Linked DNA regions of Sus scrofa: region 1 is linked to region 2. Evidence: chromatin contacts called from public Hi-C data. All regions are on one chromosome and are shown on one strand. Each heading gives the region's core, a stretch centred on a gene start, on an enhancer-like site or on the middle of the called end of the contact. The rest is flanking DNA. Distances are from core to core; before and after follow the strand shown. Region 1 holds the start of IGFALS (insulin like growth factor binding protein acid labile subunit). Region 2 overlaps MSRB1 (methionine sulfoxide reductase B1).

Region 1 (7,194 bases), core at 3,703-6,202, 150 kb before region 2:
GCCTTGCGCCCCTACGGCCCCCTGGGGGCCCTCGTGGTCACCACGCCCCAGGTACTTCGGGAGCGCCCCCCTGCTTCTCCAGCTGCACGCCATCCTGGGGCAGGCCCTGTCTCCATCTTTCCACCCCTCGTGGCTGCGTTTTGGGGGTGCCCAGCGGCCGGTCTCGTCTGTGCCCGGTCTCCAGGCCGTGTCTGTGGGGGACGTGAGACGGGAGCTGACCTTCTGTAGGAAGGTGGGGCTGCGGGTCATCGGGCTCGTGGAGAACATGAGCGGCTTCGTCTGCCCACACTGCGCCGTGAGTCGTGGGCGGCCCCGGGGGGCGGGCGGCCAGCCCCTCTCCTCGAGAGTGGGGAGGGGCCTCGAGGTGGACCCGCACCTCTGTGTCCCAGGAGTGCACCCACGTCTTCTCCCGGGGAGGCGGAGAGGAGCTGGCCAGACACACCGGAGTGCCCTTCCTGGGTGAGCGAGCCAGAGCCACCTGAGCCTCTGCTCTGGGTGGTCGGACGTCCCCACGCCCCCTGCACCCCAAGTGGGAGGAAGAGGGTGTGCCTCCTGTGCTCCTTGGGCCGGGTGGCTCCTCTCCAACAACCCGCTTCAATGGTTACGGTTAACAAGCTGGAGAGAGGCCGCCCCCGGGCGGGAGCAGGCGCCTGCGGCCCAGGTGCCTGCGGAGGCCGGAGGCCGTGGAGGAAGGAGTCTGGCCCCCGCGCCCGGCCTGCACTGCTTCGAGGGCCAGAGCACGAGAGGCTCGGGGTGGCCGTCCTTCCGGGCGCCTCCGCCCGCGAGCTGTGGGATCGCTGATGGCCCCGCTCCCGCCCCCGGCCCCCTGCAGGCTCCGTGCCCCTGGATCCTGAGCTCGCCAGGAGCCTGGAGGAGGGCCGCGACTTGGCGCGCGGCTTCCCGGACAGCCCTGCCTTCCCCGTGCTCTCCTCCATCGCGCAGAGGATCCTCGACGAGACCCCCGTTGGGCTCCGCTGACCGAGGCAGCCACGCTGTTGGGCCCGCCTCCCAGGACACATTTCTGATGGCCCAGCGGTGGCTCAACTCTGAGCTGCGGACAGTACGCCGTGGTTCTGCCCTGTCGGCCCGTGAGACACGGTGGACAGCACGCGGCCCGAAGGCCGAGGCCTGAGCTCCCGGCGGCGCGGGCCCAAGCGCCTGGGGGACTTCCGCCACCCTCAGCCATCCTGGGGCCCCTCAGCCCCCAGGCCTGTCCTCGGGGTAGAGGAGGGGGCAGCCCCCCCCGGGTGTCAGCTGTATCTCAGAGGAGCCCCAAATAAAGGCGCCCCATCACCGCGGTGCCATGTCTGACCCTGCTGGTCCTTTTGCCCCGGCCCCGCGTTCCCGGCTCTGTGTCACTGTGTCTGCGGCAGACGGCGTCCACCTCCACGTCCCAGGGCCTGGGCCAGCGGTCCCTGGTCGATGCCGTTGGAGGCTCGGGCAAGGGCGCATGTGAGTGGAGCTTGAGGAGGGTTTGTAGAGTGACTGGTGATGCTGGAGAACCGGTGAGGGGAAGGGGCTGCCCCGCCGCCAGCCGTCGCGCTGCGGGCCGGGCGGAGTGGAGGAGCGGGAAGGTCGGGAGGGTGGGCTCCAGCAGGCAGGGTGGCAGCACCCTTGTCGAAGGGAGAGATGGATCGGGCAGAGGGCACCAGGGCAGGGGTGTGCCAGGGACGTTGGCTTCCGCTGGGGGCCCAGGAACCAGGCCGGCCGCAGCCCCGCCTCCAGGTGCCTCGGCTGTGCACCGACCTGCCGGGACCAGCCTCCTCGAGGACCTGAGTGAGTGCCTGCCGTGCCTCGGCTGGGGGCTGGGAGCTGGGGTGGGTGGACTGCGGAGAGTGGGCACCAACAGGGAGGGATGGGGACGGCCGTGCGGGGCCGCGGCAGCCAGAGCTGGGGGTGAGCGCGGCGAGCGGGACCGCGTGCCCAGGCCAGCGCTGTGCCCCCACTGTGCGCACTCGGCGTTCATCAGGTTGCTTTTAATCGGGGACGGGTGGGGAGGGCTGGCCCTCTGGGACCCGGCTGGGGGCCACACCACAGGGCCCGGGTCCGGCCCCAGGCCGGGGTCCGCTGGGGGCGGGACCCAGCAGGTCTCCTGAGCACGCGGGTCAGCAGTGGGCAAAGTGGGCCTCGCTGAGGTCGCGCAGGTCCAGGCCAGACACAGCCGGGGGGCTGGCGCAGGTGATGTTGTTGTAGGCGTAGGCAGGCGGCTGCCGGTCGTCGTCCCCCTCCGCCACAGCCCGCACGAAGCGGGGCACGACGGCCGGGTGCTGCAGGGCGAGGGCCCTCAGGGCCCGGAGGGGGCAGCCGCAGTCCCAGGGGTTGCCCTCAAGCCACAGGCGCTCCAGGCCCAGGGGCTGCGGCACAAAGGTCCGCAGCGAGTTGTTCCTGAGGCTGAGGTAGCGCAGCTGCCCCAGCGGCGCCAGCACGGCCTCGGGCAGCGCCTGCAGGCGGTTGTGCGAGACGTCCAGCCAGAAGGTGCGCTGCAGGGGCCCCAGCGCGTCCGCCGGCAGCGCCGACAGCCGGTTGCGGGAGAGGAGCAGGTACTCCAGCTTGCCGAGCCCCTGGAAGAGCCGGCCGGGCAGGTGCGTGAGCCGGTTGGCGGTGAGGTCCAGCTCCAGGAGCTCCGCCAGCCCCCACAGGCTCTGCTCGTCGATGGCCTCGAGGCCATTGTCCTTGAGGAAAAGCCGGCGCAGCCCCGACAGGCCGGCGAAGGTGTGCAGGCCGACGCGGCCCAGGCAGCTGTGCTCCAGGTGCAGGCTGTGCAGCTTGCCCAGGCCCCGGAAGACCTGCTCCGGCAGGTTCCGCAGGCAGTTGCCAGACAAGTTCATGACGGCCACGTTGAAGAGGCCCAGGAAGGCGCCTGCCTTGATCTCCTGGATCTGGTTGTCATTGAGCGCGAGCACCTCCAGCTGGCCCAGGCCCTCGAAGGCCTTCTCGGGCAGCTGCCGGAGGCGGTTGTGGCCGAGCTGCAGCTCCTCCAGGAAGTGCAGGTCCTTGAAGGTGCGGGGCCGCAGGCTGGCGAGGGCATTGTGCGCCAGGCGCAGGACATGCAGGCCCAGCAGGCCGGGGAACGTGTCCTCCAGGAGGCCCCCCACGCGGTTGTGGGACAGGTCCAGCCAGCGCAGGGCCTTCATGCCCAGGAAGGCGCCCGGGGCCACGGCGGCCAGCAGGTTGTGGTCCAGGTACAGCTTCTGGAGCTTGGGCAGCTTGACGAAGACGTTGGCCTTGACGCTCCGCAGGGCGTTCCTGCTCAGGTCCAGCTCGCGCAGCTCGCCCAGGCCGCAGAAGAGCGCGGGCTGCAGGTAGGTCAGCTTGTTGCCGGCCAGCACCAGCTCCCGCAGGTTGGCCAGGCCATGGAACGCAGTGTCAGGCAGCACGGCCAGGCTGTTCCAGCCCAGGTTGAGGTCCCAGAGGTTGGTCAGGCCCTGGAAGAGGCCCTCCTCCACCCGGCTGAGCAGGTTGTTGTGGAGGCCGAGTGAGGCCAGGCCCGGCGTGTGCAGGAAGGTGTGGGCCGCCAGGCTGCGCAGCTGGTTCCGTTCGAGGTGCAGGTGGTACAGGTTCTGCAGGCCCAGCAGCGCCTGCGGCTCCAGGCTGGCCAGGCCGCTGCCCTGCAGGTTGAGGAAGCCCAGGCTGGAGAGGTTGCGGAAAGCCCCCGCGGGGACGGAGGAGAAGTTGTTGCTGTCCAGCCACAGGGCCCTGGCGGCGTCTGGGATGCCGTCGGGCAGCTGCGTGAGGTTCCGGGAGCTGCAGAAGACGCTGAGCTCGTCCGTGTAGTCGTCGTGGCCGCAGGAGCAGGCAGCCGGGCACGGCAGGCCCTCGGCGTCCGATGGCGCCCCGGGCTCCGTGCCTGCCAGGGTGCAGGGGCCCAGCGCCGCCCAGGAGACCAGCAGCGCCGCCAGGGCGCGGCCTCCTGTGGGGAGAGGGGCTTGGGGAGGCGGCCCTGACGGGGCCCAGGAGACCGGGAAGCAGCCCACGGCCAGGACCGGGCACTGCTGACTGGGCTGGAGGGAGGCACTGGTCCCCCACGTAGACGGGCAACAGGAGACAGGCAGGACGATTGGCACGTCCTCCGGTCCAAACCTGGCTGCCCTTTCCACCCGCAGGACCCACGGAGCGGTGACGCCTGTTCCAGAAAAACAGGGCTGGGGACCTGGCGATTAGGCCATGGACTCGTCTGCATCCTCACGATGGACCCTCAAGCCAGCCTAGGCTGCCAGCGGGCCTGGAGGAAGGCGTGAGCGCGAGAATGTTCCAGAGCAGGCCTCGGTGGGTATGTGCACCTGCTGCCCCGAGGGTCTGGACAGTGCCCCCGACGCCAGACCGGGGTGCGGTCCACACCCGGGGACTTGGCCCAGTGCCGTGGCTGGGGAAGGAACAGGGCACAGGCCTCCGGGCAGCGGGGGACCCGAGACCGCATAGCGTCCCAGGACAAAGGATGCCAGGCTCCCCGGCAACACCCCCCAGACCTCCGCTGGGCACCAGGTTGCCCACTGCACCGGCTCCTCCCTGCCCCCCCAAGAGCTCGAGGTCCTGGGGTGGGGGCCTCACCCCGCCGGAGGCGGGATAACCCGGGTGGCGGGGGCCTGGCCTCCGGGGTGGCTGGGAGCACAGGCCATGGCCCAGTGGAGGGTCTGGGGTGAGGCCTCCCCCGCCTGCACTGCTAGCCTGGGTCCTGGGCTGGGGGAGGAGGTAGGGGAGGCCAGGAGCTTCTCGGGGCTGGGCTCGGCCGGGCCCCCTGCCACTGCCAACCATCACGCCCCCCCCACCCCCTCCCCGCCTGTGGTCTCCCACAGCCCCCGGCCTGCCCTGAGCTGCGCCCTCCCAGGGGGCAGCCCCTGCCCCAGGGGCTCGGGCACGGGGCCAGCCCTCCAGGAGCGGGTGCTGGCCCGCGGGGCCTCACCTTTCCTCAGGGCCATCCCTCGTGCAGAGCGGGCCACAGGCGGGCGGCGAATGGGCGCGTCTGCTGGGCCGGCCGCTCCTGCCCTCTGGATTTCCCCACCGCCGCCGCCGGCGGCCAGCACCCTCCTTACCGGTCAGCCCGGCCCTGCTGGCCCCAGTGCGCTTAACCCCCTCCTGCCGGGCCGCCAGCCTCGGCACCGAGGGCGCACGGTGGGGACGGCAGGGCACGGGCGGGGGGCGGCATCCACCCTGCAGCGCCTTAGGGGGGCGAGGTGGGCCTGGTGCAGATGGAGGGGCCGCAAGGGGCCTGTCCCCCTCCTCCCGGCCCCTCCTCCAGGCCCCTCTTCCGTCCCCCTGCGGGGCTGGGCGGGGCAGCACTGGGCTGCAGGCCGGGCGGGCGGGGGTCTCCTTCAGAGCAGCCCGCGAGGAGCTGGGGCACGGCCAGCCGGCCTCCCGCGTGTGGGCGGGGGCCCCTCGGGCAGCTTGGGGGTCTCCCCGCCCGGCACCCGGCCACGTGGGAGTTAAGCCTCTGCCCCCTCTCCGGCGTGCTGGCCTCCCCCTCCTCCTGTTTCCTAACTGCCTGCCGGGGTGGGGTTCTTGTCCCAGCGCCCAGGGGCCTGGCCCAGTCTTGGCTTCTCCTGTGACCTCGGGGTCAGCTGGTGTCTGGCGGCTGCCCCTCCCCCAGCCTCTTCTAGGAATGCTTGGCAGGGCCCAGCCACCTCATGTTTGCTGTCCCCGCAGAGTACTCCCGGGAAGAGAGCGGGGCACGGCCTGGCCTCGGGGGCCAGGTCCAGCGGCCCTGAGCTCAGCCGCCACCAGCAGCAGGCCCCACGCTGTCCTCCTGGGCGCTTGTGGGGCACAGCCACCCACCCTGCCCAGGCCCTGGGACAGGTGCCCGTGCGGCCTGGGGTCAGACGGGGGAAGGGGCGTGGCCACGGCCCCGGGCCTGCAGGTCAGAGCCCTTCCCGACCTGCAGGAGGAGGCGCCCTCCGGCTGCCCGCCCTGCCGCTCGAGGGGCCTGCCCAGCCCTCCACCCGCCCCGGGCACTGGGCCTGCTCTCAGAGGGTCTGGAAGGGGTTGAAAAGGTGGACCCGAGTTAGGGAGGACAAGGCCTGTTGCGGGGTCGGGCCCCTCGGACCTCACCTGGGGAGGCAGAGGGAGGAGGTGGGGGCCTCGGTGCGCCCCCTCCCCAGCGCCCCTGCAGCCGCGCCGAGGGGCCCAGCTTGGTCCTCATCCCTCTATTGAGCTTTGATTTCTTTCCAGGTCGTTTCTCAGCTTCTCTTCTGAGAAATTATAGATCCACCAGGAGAAAGTCCACACCCAGCCATTTACACGGTAAACACACGTCTCCACTGCAGAAAGCGCAGACTCAGCAGAGCTCCCAGGTGGCCCCGCGGGCCAGGCGCACATGGACTGGAGGGGTGGTTCACAGGCCGCCTTCTCGCGTTTGAGGGTTTAGGGCTGGAAGCCGCCTGTAAGAGCCCAGGCGCGCTCTGGGTTTCGAAACCTTTCCCGAGTCTGGCAGAGTCCTGGCCCCTGACCCTCCGCAGCCGCGCTGGCCTCTGCACGGGGCGCCTGAGATTCCCTTAAGGAGCCTGGACACATGTCCACGGAAGCGCGGGGTCTGGGCGCCCTCGGGCCGCGTCGCCGTCGTCTCTCCCCGCTTTCTGTCCAAATGCCCTGCCACCCAGGGCCGCGTGTGCACGTGAGGGTCCTGGGAGGGCAGGCCCCCGGGTAGTTAGGGGTCACACCCTCCTGGGACCACCCGGGTGCCCGGTCTGTGCTCAGCTCCAAAGGGGGTGACAGTGACAGTCATTGTCCCCTTCTCAGCACAAGTGATGGCTCTGGGGACACTGGCTCCTTGGCCAGGGGACCGTCCTGGCAGGTGCGTGTCAGTCTCCGGCTCATCGTCAATTTGGCTGCCGTCCGTGGGACTTGGGGTGGTGGTTTTGTTTGGTTGGTTTTTGTCTTTTTAGGGCCACACCCGCGGCCCATGGACGTTCCCAGGCAAGGGGTCGAATCGGAGCTGCAGCTGCCGGCCACGCCACAGCCACACACTTGAGTACGGCCTCCTAAGCCACCTGGTGAAGGCGTTAGAGCCCTGCCCTCTGGGGCACCTGCGGGCCACCCACGCGTGCAGATGCCTCCTCGGAGCGAGCAGGGGCACGGTTGCCTCCCTGGGCTTTCCCTTCCCCTGCGCCCCTCGGCACCACCTTGGCTGTTGGCAGGGCCCACTGCGGCCTGCTCCTTTCTGGGCACCTCCTGGGCCTTGGAGGCAGAGCGGATCCTCCTCCG
Region 2 (6,876 bases), core at 2,659-5,158:
GCCCGGTTCCACCTGGTGGAGAATGAGGGGAGCAGGAGGCCATGGCAGGGCTGGGCCCGTGCAGCCCCGTACAAAGCTGACAGTAAGACTGTGGGAGCTAAAGTCTGACCCAAGACCAACTCTGCCCCTCCCAGCAGGTGACCTTGGCAGCTACCCAGGCTCTCTGCACTTCACTTTCTGACTTTAAAAAACAATAGGAGTTCCCAATGTGGCTCAGTAGTCAACAAACCCCACTAGTATCCATGAGGACACAGGTTTGATCCCTGGCCTCGCTCAGTGGGTTAAGGATCCAGCGTTGCCGTGAGCTGTGGTGGAGGTTGCAGATGCGGCTCGGATCCCGCATTTCCATGGCTGTGGTGTAGGCCAGGGGCTACAGCTTCCATTGGACCCCTAGCCTGGGCACCTCCATAGGCCGCGGATGCGGCCCTAAAAAGACAAAACAAAACAAAACAAACAAAACACATGAGGAGTTCCCTGGTGGCCCAGGTATCAGGCCAGCCTGGTTTGCTGGAACCCAGGGTCTTGTTCCTGGTGACCAGCCAGATCTAGGGACCCTGACACAGAAGGGTTTGCCAGGGCTGACAAGATGCCCAGCATCAGGAGGGGCCCGCGAAGTTTCCCCCGGCTGGGAGTGGGGAGCGAGGGCCTCCCAGCCAACCCGTGTGGTCACACACATGCAGGGAGCCTGCCTGGGGCTAGAGGGCTGGCCAGGAGCCAGAGCCTTCTCCTACTCAGTGACAGCCCCCTGCTTGCTTCCAGCCGCCCTCACTCCTTTTCCCTGGGTCTTCCTGGAGGGATCAGCCCAGACCGAGGGCCGTTTGCCAGGGGCCACTGCATCTCCAGGAGAAGACAGAGACCCAGGCTCCCAGGATGCATCCCTGGGCCCTGCAAATTGCTTCCCACCCACCAGCTTGGCCCAGTTCAATTCATAGCAATATGACAGTCCTTCTAGGCTGGCAGCCCCAGTCCACTCAAGGCGAAGCTAAAGGGGGGAAAAGGGTCCCGCAGAAACAGGACTCCCTCTGCCCCCCCCATCCCCACCTCCTCCAACTTTTTGGCCCCACGCCAGGCTTCTGGGCATGGGAACCTCTCAGTGTCGTGGGGAAGGGAAGCATTGTCCAAGTGGTTCCACACTGTTGAGTCACTGGAGCTCTGTGGTCACGTCTGTCCATCTGTGCCCAGGCAAGGGTCCCCATTAACTGGAAGGTGACTGTGAGCAAAGGACCTGGTGCAGGCTCAGGATACACACAGCAGGAGGGGGTTCAGAGGCCTGCTGACAGACCCCAGCTGCCATGTCCCCAGTGTGGAGACTCCTGCATGGCAGGTGCTAGCAGACAGCACCCCCAGGAGAGCCACACCCCATCCCCCCACACCTCCAGGGAAACACCCAGTACCGACCACCAATCAGACAGACATGCCAACGGTGCACAGCCAGGCTTGCTCAGCTTGGGATCGGGAAGACCCAGAGCCCAGGGCAGAGCCTTGAACTCTGCCCTGCTCTCCGCCAGACCCTTCCCTAAGCTGCAGGCTTCCTGCTCCAGCAAGAAGACCCACCCCCTCCCCAGAGAACAATGACTCCATCCTTGTCCCTCTGACTCCAGCTTTCCTGGCCTCCCCCAGCCTCCAGACATACCCCAGGGGCTCTGGTCTCAAAGGAGCCCAACCCAATCGCACATTTCCGAGTAAAAGGGAACAAAAGGCCCCTGCCTGAGGAGGTGGAAGGGTGAGCCCAGAAGAACGGGCCAACTGCACCTCTGGGACAGAGGCCCAGGGAGGGGTCTCCTCTCTGCTCCGGCTCCAGCAGTGCAGCCACCAAGCCCTCTGAGGCCAGGAGTAACTTGTACCTACCCTGGTTGGAAATGAAACGTGGTGAGACATGTAGCGAGGGCTGAACCATGGACAATCTCCATGGCTTTACAAGGAACACATTAGGCCTAGAGAAGGTGCTGGGGGTGCTGAGGGGCTGGGAGGCAAAGGCGCAGGCAAGTCAATCCCCTCACCGGCAGCCCCCTCCTTCTGGTGCAACCAGAGGCCCACCAACTGTCTCCCCTGAGCCCCCGAGCTCCTTAAGCGGAGCCCCAGTGCCCAGGGCTAGGGTGACAGGTGATCCTGGGGTCCCTGTCTCCCCCGGGCCGCGGATATAGTCACGCGGGTGTGTGGGTCGCTCACCCTGACTCTGCGCAGCTGCGCAGAGGGAGCGGGGAGAAGGCAGCGCAACTTGATGCCGACTCATCTCAAGCTATTACGTGCAGCGACCCCTTCAGGACTCGCCTTTTGGGGGGCGGGAACGAGATCGCTCAGTTCTCCGAGGCCGGCCTAGAGGCCCAGGTGCAGGGGTTTGGGTGCAGGGGGTGTCGCCGCTAGGGCTCGGCTGGGACTGGGGGCGTCCTGCCTCCACCTTCCTCCACCCGCCAGCTCTGTCACGCTCGGCCGACTCCACAAGAGGCACCGTGGGTCTCGACTCTTCCCCTGCACGGGTCACGTTCTTGAAGTCCGCCGAATGGGGCCCCCCCCACCCCCGCCCCCTTGGACGCCAGGGTCTCTGCCAGGGACTGGATGTAATCATAAATCACCACCCGCCCCCCCGCGTGCTGGGCACTGGCGTGTTGGGCGGGCGCGGACTGGGGGCCACGGGATGCGGACGCGGACCAGTGGGTGCCACGGGGAAGCACAGCCAAGGCGCGAGGCGGCACCGCAGGGCTGGGGCTGAGCGGGCCGGGGGGCGGGGCCGCGACCGAGGGGCGGGGTCGTCGCCGCCTCGGAGGCCTCGGGGTTGGGCGCGCCCCTCAGACCCGCCCCAGCGCACTCACAGCGCGGAGCCAGCGCGGCCCCTGCTGGTCTGTGCTGCGCACGGTCCCTGCGCCCGATCCCCGGGAAGGGGACCCTAAGGACCGACGGACTCAGACGGGGTCTTAACGCTAAGCCCCCTACCAGGGCTGTGCGGGGAGTAAAGCCACGGTGGCTAACTTAGCAGTGACCTTCGCAGACCTCTCCAGGCTCCCTCGTCCACTTGCCAGCAGTGCCCACATGCATGCAAGGGCTCAGCGGTCCTAGGACCTACCCCTAGCAGCACGCCCACCAGGGTCAGGGCTCTTCCTGGTACTTGTCGCTCAGACAAAGAAAGCACAGCTTTGGATGAGGGACTGTCTCAAGCATTGCCAATTCACTCATCTGTTCCACATTTATTGAGCGCTGGGGCGGGGGGGGGGTGGCGGGGGCCTGCCTCCGGACTGAGGATCAGCAGAGTCCCAGATTTCCTCTTTCTCCCACTTTGCCCCACGTTCCCCTGCCCTGCTGTGCCCTGGCCTGGCAGTGCAAACCTTAGCTTGGATGGCTGTGTCCTGGAGGCTCCATCCAACAAGCAAGGGAGCACAGGTAAAGGGCAGAGGGGGCTGGCCTCTCAAAGAGCCTTTATTTCTCAAGAAGGAATGAGGCTGCAGGCCAAAGGCTATGCTGTAACCCCGCAGTGGGGGGGGGGGGGGAGTTTATGATTACATCCAGTCCCTGGCAGAGACCCTGCCCAGAGCCATCCATTGCCAGGCTCCTGGTGTGAGGGACCTTGGAGTCCTGGGGCTCCCCCTTGTCACCTCACTCCTCCAAGGGCACTGCTTGCCAGCCTCCACTGCCCCGTAAACCAGAATGAGTGTGGGGCCCCTGGGGTGCAGGCAGCTAGGCACTGCTGCTCCTGCTCTCCTACCAGACATGCCCACCGGGGCATCAGCAGGTCCTTCTGCCCACCTTGCTACAGGTCTGTGCCCAGAGAGGCAGCACAGCCTGGACACATTGGCCCAATTTGTAGGAAGAGGCCAGTTGCTCTTGGGCCAAGTTCACTCTCAGGGACACCGTGGACCAGGATACAGAGCCAGGAATGCTGGGAGAAGTGAGCAAAGTCCAAGGAGGCCCACGGGCCCCAGAGCCCAAGCTTCCTGCTGACGTGCAACTGGCTCCAGCCCCAGCCCAGCCACCTTCCACATGCCTGCTGCCATCGGGCTGAACTCAAGCGGCAGCCGCCTTCCTTCCCAGAGCTACTTCCTCATGAGGGGTAAGTGAGGACAGGGACAGGTGTGGGGAGAGAGGACATGAGGTTGAGGAGCCTCAGGCAAGGCCATCACCTCTCTGGGCCTCCTGTCCCCCCTGAAAATGAACACCTGCCCCTAGGCTTAGGGGAGACTTTCAGGGTGGTGATTCTTGTGAAGATGCACCAAGCTCTCACTGCTCACCCACCGTGGACACACCTGGGCCAGCGCTGGGCTGTGACAGTGCCTCAGGGCTGGTGATGACCCTGACTCCACTTTAGCCAATGACCAGCTTGGGACACAGAGGGGAAGCCGGTCAGAGACACAAGCTGGAAACACGGGGTGGGGGACCCATTCTCTGCAACCCCAGGTAGGGGGGTCCCTAGCAGCTGCCATCAGTGGTGGCTGCCAGCAGAGCAGAGATGGATGTGTTTTCTAGACAAGGAGGCTGCCACACTGTGTGTGTATGTGTGTGTATGTGTGTGTGGGTGGCAGGGGGACAAGCAGCAGGAAGCCCCTTCTGCATGGGTTCCTCTGCCTTGGCCTCCCTGGTACTTTGTCGATACCGACCCCTCCCACCTGCCACGTACACACCTCTGCTTGGTGTCTCAGCTCCAGCCCATGTGCTCGGAACACATGCAGCCACGCCACCATCTTCCTGTGCCCTCACCCAACAAGGGCACAGGCTGGGTTCCACAGGAAGGTGAAGTGCTCCACTCAAGGTCGCAGCGTTAGGTGGAGGCTCACCAAGGGCCAGAGCAGAGACGCTGGCCTGTGGCTGGGAAGGGCCCCATCACCAAGGAGCAAGCAGACTGAACAGGCCTCCGCCTCCTCCCTCCCCAGCCACGCCGGCCACACTGACCACCTCTGCCTCCCCGCTGCGGGCTCCACTTGGCCCACCTGCGCATCGCCACCAGGCGGACACGGTCGCCACCGTGCCTCCAGACCTGGCGGGCAGGCAAGCCAGAAACTGACATGGATCCAATGCGCAAGAAACATTCGTGGCACAAGTGAACCGGCTGTGCGACGCCTGACCCTGGATCCTGGCATCCTTGGTGTCGTTCCCAAAGACGGCGAGCCTGGGTTCCATTTGTGTATTGATCGCCTCCCGATTACAGGGCATTCAGGCAGGAGGGGCTTCACCCACCCTCCCCGCCAGCACGAGCCTCAGAGCATGCGCAGTAAGGCACGGGCACCTTCTCCTCAGAAGGCGCGAGCTGAGGCTGGGAGCTCCGGGCCCTGGCCGCGCCCGATCAGGCTGGTGGAGCAAGAGCTGCTTTCCTAAGCCTGAGCTGGGAGAGCAGCACCCATACAGACTGTGCCAGAAGGTCCGGGATTTCTCTTTCGTAACTCAGAGCCCAGAGACCCGCCCCCTCCGCCTGCTCCCCTCGGGAGTCACAGACCATCACCCCTCTGGCCGCCTGCAAGGGTTTAGCCAGAGTGTATCATACAGTGACCCTGGAGCAGCCGGCTGGGCCGCCTCTGCTCACCTTCTGTCCCAGCACAGCCTGCGGGGGGTGGGTGAGAGCTTTGCTGAGGCCAGGGCCCATCTGAGAACTGGGCCCCGCCGGGGTGAAGTCCAGACAAGGCATGGAGGGGCCATGGGCTGAGAAGGTGGGGGTGACGAGCCAGGCCTGGCTCCCACTCCCTGAGACCCTGGTGCCAGCCGACAGCCAGGCCCACGGGGCCCGCCCTGGCAGCCGAGGATGGGCCTTCTCCTTCTCCCAAGGAGCCTGTTCAGAGCCAAGGCCTCGGAAGCCTGCCTGACATTTCAGTCTGAATGGCTGGGGTTCCACTTCTATGATGGGCCGGCCAGAGCATGGCCACCAAGCAGTGTTCACGTGGGAAGGGCGTGGGCTGCCCGCCTACTGTCCCTGGGAGGGAGATGATTCTTGGCCTGAAAGACACGAGGGAGAGAGACCAGTCACTGCTAACTCAGGTTCCAGATGCTGCCCCGGCGGGGCCCCACCTGGGAGGGTCTCTGCTTGTTTTCTTCCCGGAGAGCTGCGGGGCCCCCAGAGTCTGCTCTTCCCCCGCTCGCGCCGTGTTCCCAAACCCTTGCCGCGTACCGCCCTGCCTCACCCCCCAGCGAGGGCGGCGAGCAGGGGCTGTGAGCAGCCCCATTTCACAGAGGGTGAGCCCGAGGGGGGGGGGCCTCGCCGCAGTCCTGTGGGCGGCCAAGGAGGAAAGGGATTTGTGCTCTCAAGACAGGAGAGGCGTCCAGGGGGCGGCTGGGGACACAGGCTGAGAGCCAAGGTCCAGAGGAGGCTGCGCTGAGCTAAAACACACACGAATGACACACAGCTCCCAACAAACTCGCGATAAGGATACCGCCAATGGGAGTTCCCGTCGTGGCGCAGTGGAAACAAATCCGACTAGGACCCATGAGGTTACAGGTTCGATCCCTGGCCTCGATCAGGGGGTTAAGGATCTGGCGTTGCCGTGAGCTGTGGTGTAGGTTGAAGACGTGGCTCAGATCTGACATGGCCGTGGCTGTGGCGTAAGCCGCCAGCTGTAGCTCTGATTCGAGCCCTAGCCTGGGAACTTCCAAATGCCACGGGTGCAGCCCTAAAAAAACAAATCAATAAAATGTACACCAGGCCTGTGCTCAGCGTCCAGAGGGTAAGCTCACCTTTAGGGATGAACTTCAGGGAACTGCTGAATATTCAGAAGCGGGACTGTCCCCGCTTGGGGCCATCGTTCAGGAACTCATGGCCCAGTCCGTTGCCACATCTGCCACAGGACACCTGGGAAGACCGCGAGCCAGCCGTGTGAGCTTCTGGCCACAAAAGACCCGCAGCAGTGGCCTCCCCGCTGCCACCAACAGATGGTGTCCGCCCCACATCCATCTCCCAAGGTA

Evidence for each region. Hi-C and Micro-C count contacts between places; a contact is called where the count stands out from the background.
Region 1: a contact with region 2 is called in a Hi-C map of liver, with 2.3 times the contacts expected there. The contact joins the promoter of IGFALS here to the enhancer-like site in region 2. A contact is called at or near these places in 3 of 5 promoter capture datasets (fetal liver, fetal skeletal muscle and liver) and 2 of 47 Hi-C or Micro-C datasets (epiblast stem cells and liver).

The regions. Positions count from the first base shown.
Region 1 is chr3:40,172,557-40,179,750 of Sscrofa11.1, reverse strand. It overlaps IGFALS (insulin like growth factor binding protein acid labile subunit), which reads right to left and starts at 4,952. Exons shown (of 2, transcript NM_001048186.2): 1 at 4,901-4,952; 2 at 1,962-3,910. The coding sequence starts at 4,916. The coding sequence ends at 2,106. LOC110259948 (vegetative cell wall protein gp1-like) reads left to right here and starts at 4,138. Exons shown (of 4, transcript XM_021086838.1): 1 at 4,138-4,266; 2 at 6,163-6,234. NUBP2 (nucleotide binding protein 2) reads left to right here. Exons shown (of 7, transcript NM_001244801.1): 4 at 1-51; 5 at 185-295; 6 at 390-459; 7 at 833-1,334. The coding sequence ends at 978.
Region 2 is chr3:40,019,958-40,026,833 of Sscrofa11.1, reverse strand. MSRB1 (methionine sulfoxide reductase B1) reads right to left here. Exons shown (of 4, transcript NM_001097460.1): 3 at 6,649-6,763; 4 at 5,098-5,913. The coding sequence ends at 5,882. Among named protein-coding and RNA genes, the nearest start is that of MSRB1, 6.2 kb to the right of the region's middle. Within about 2 kb of position 3,908, at least 18 of the 83 cell types and tissues checked have an H3K27ac peak or open chromatin away from gene starts, as enhancers often do. A contact at or near this core is called in fetal liver and liver, where this site is marked.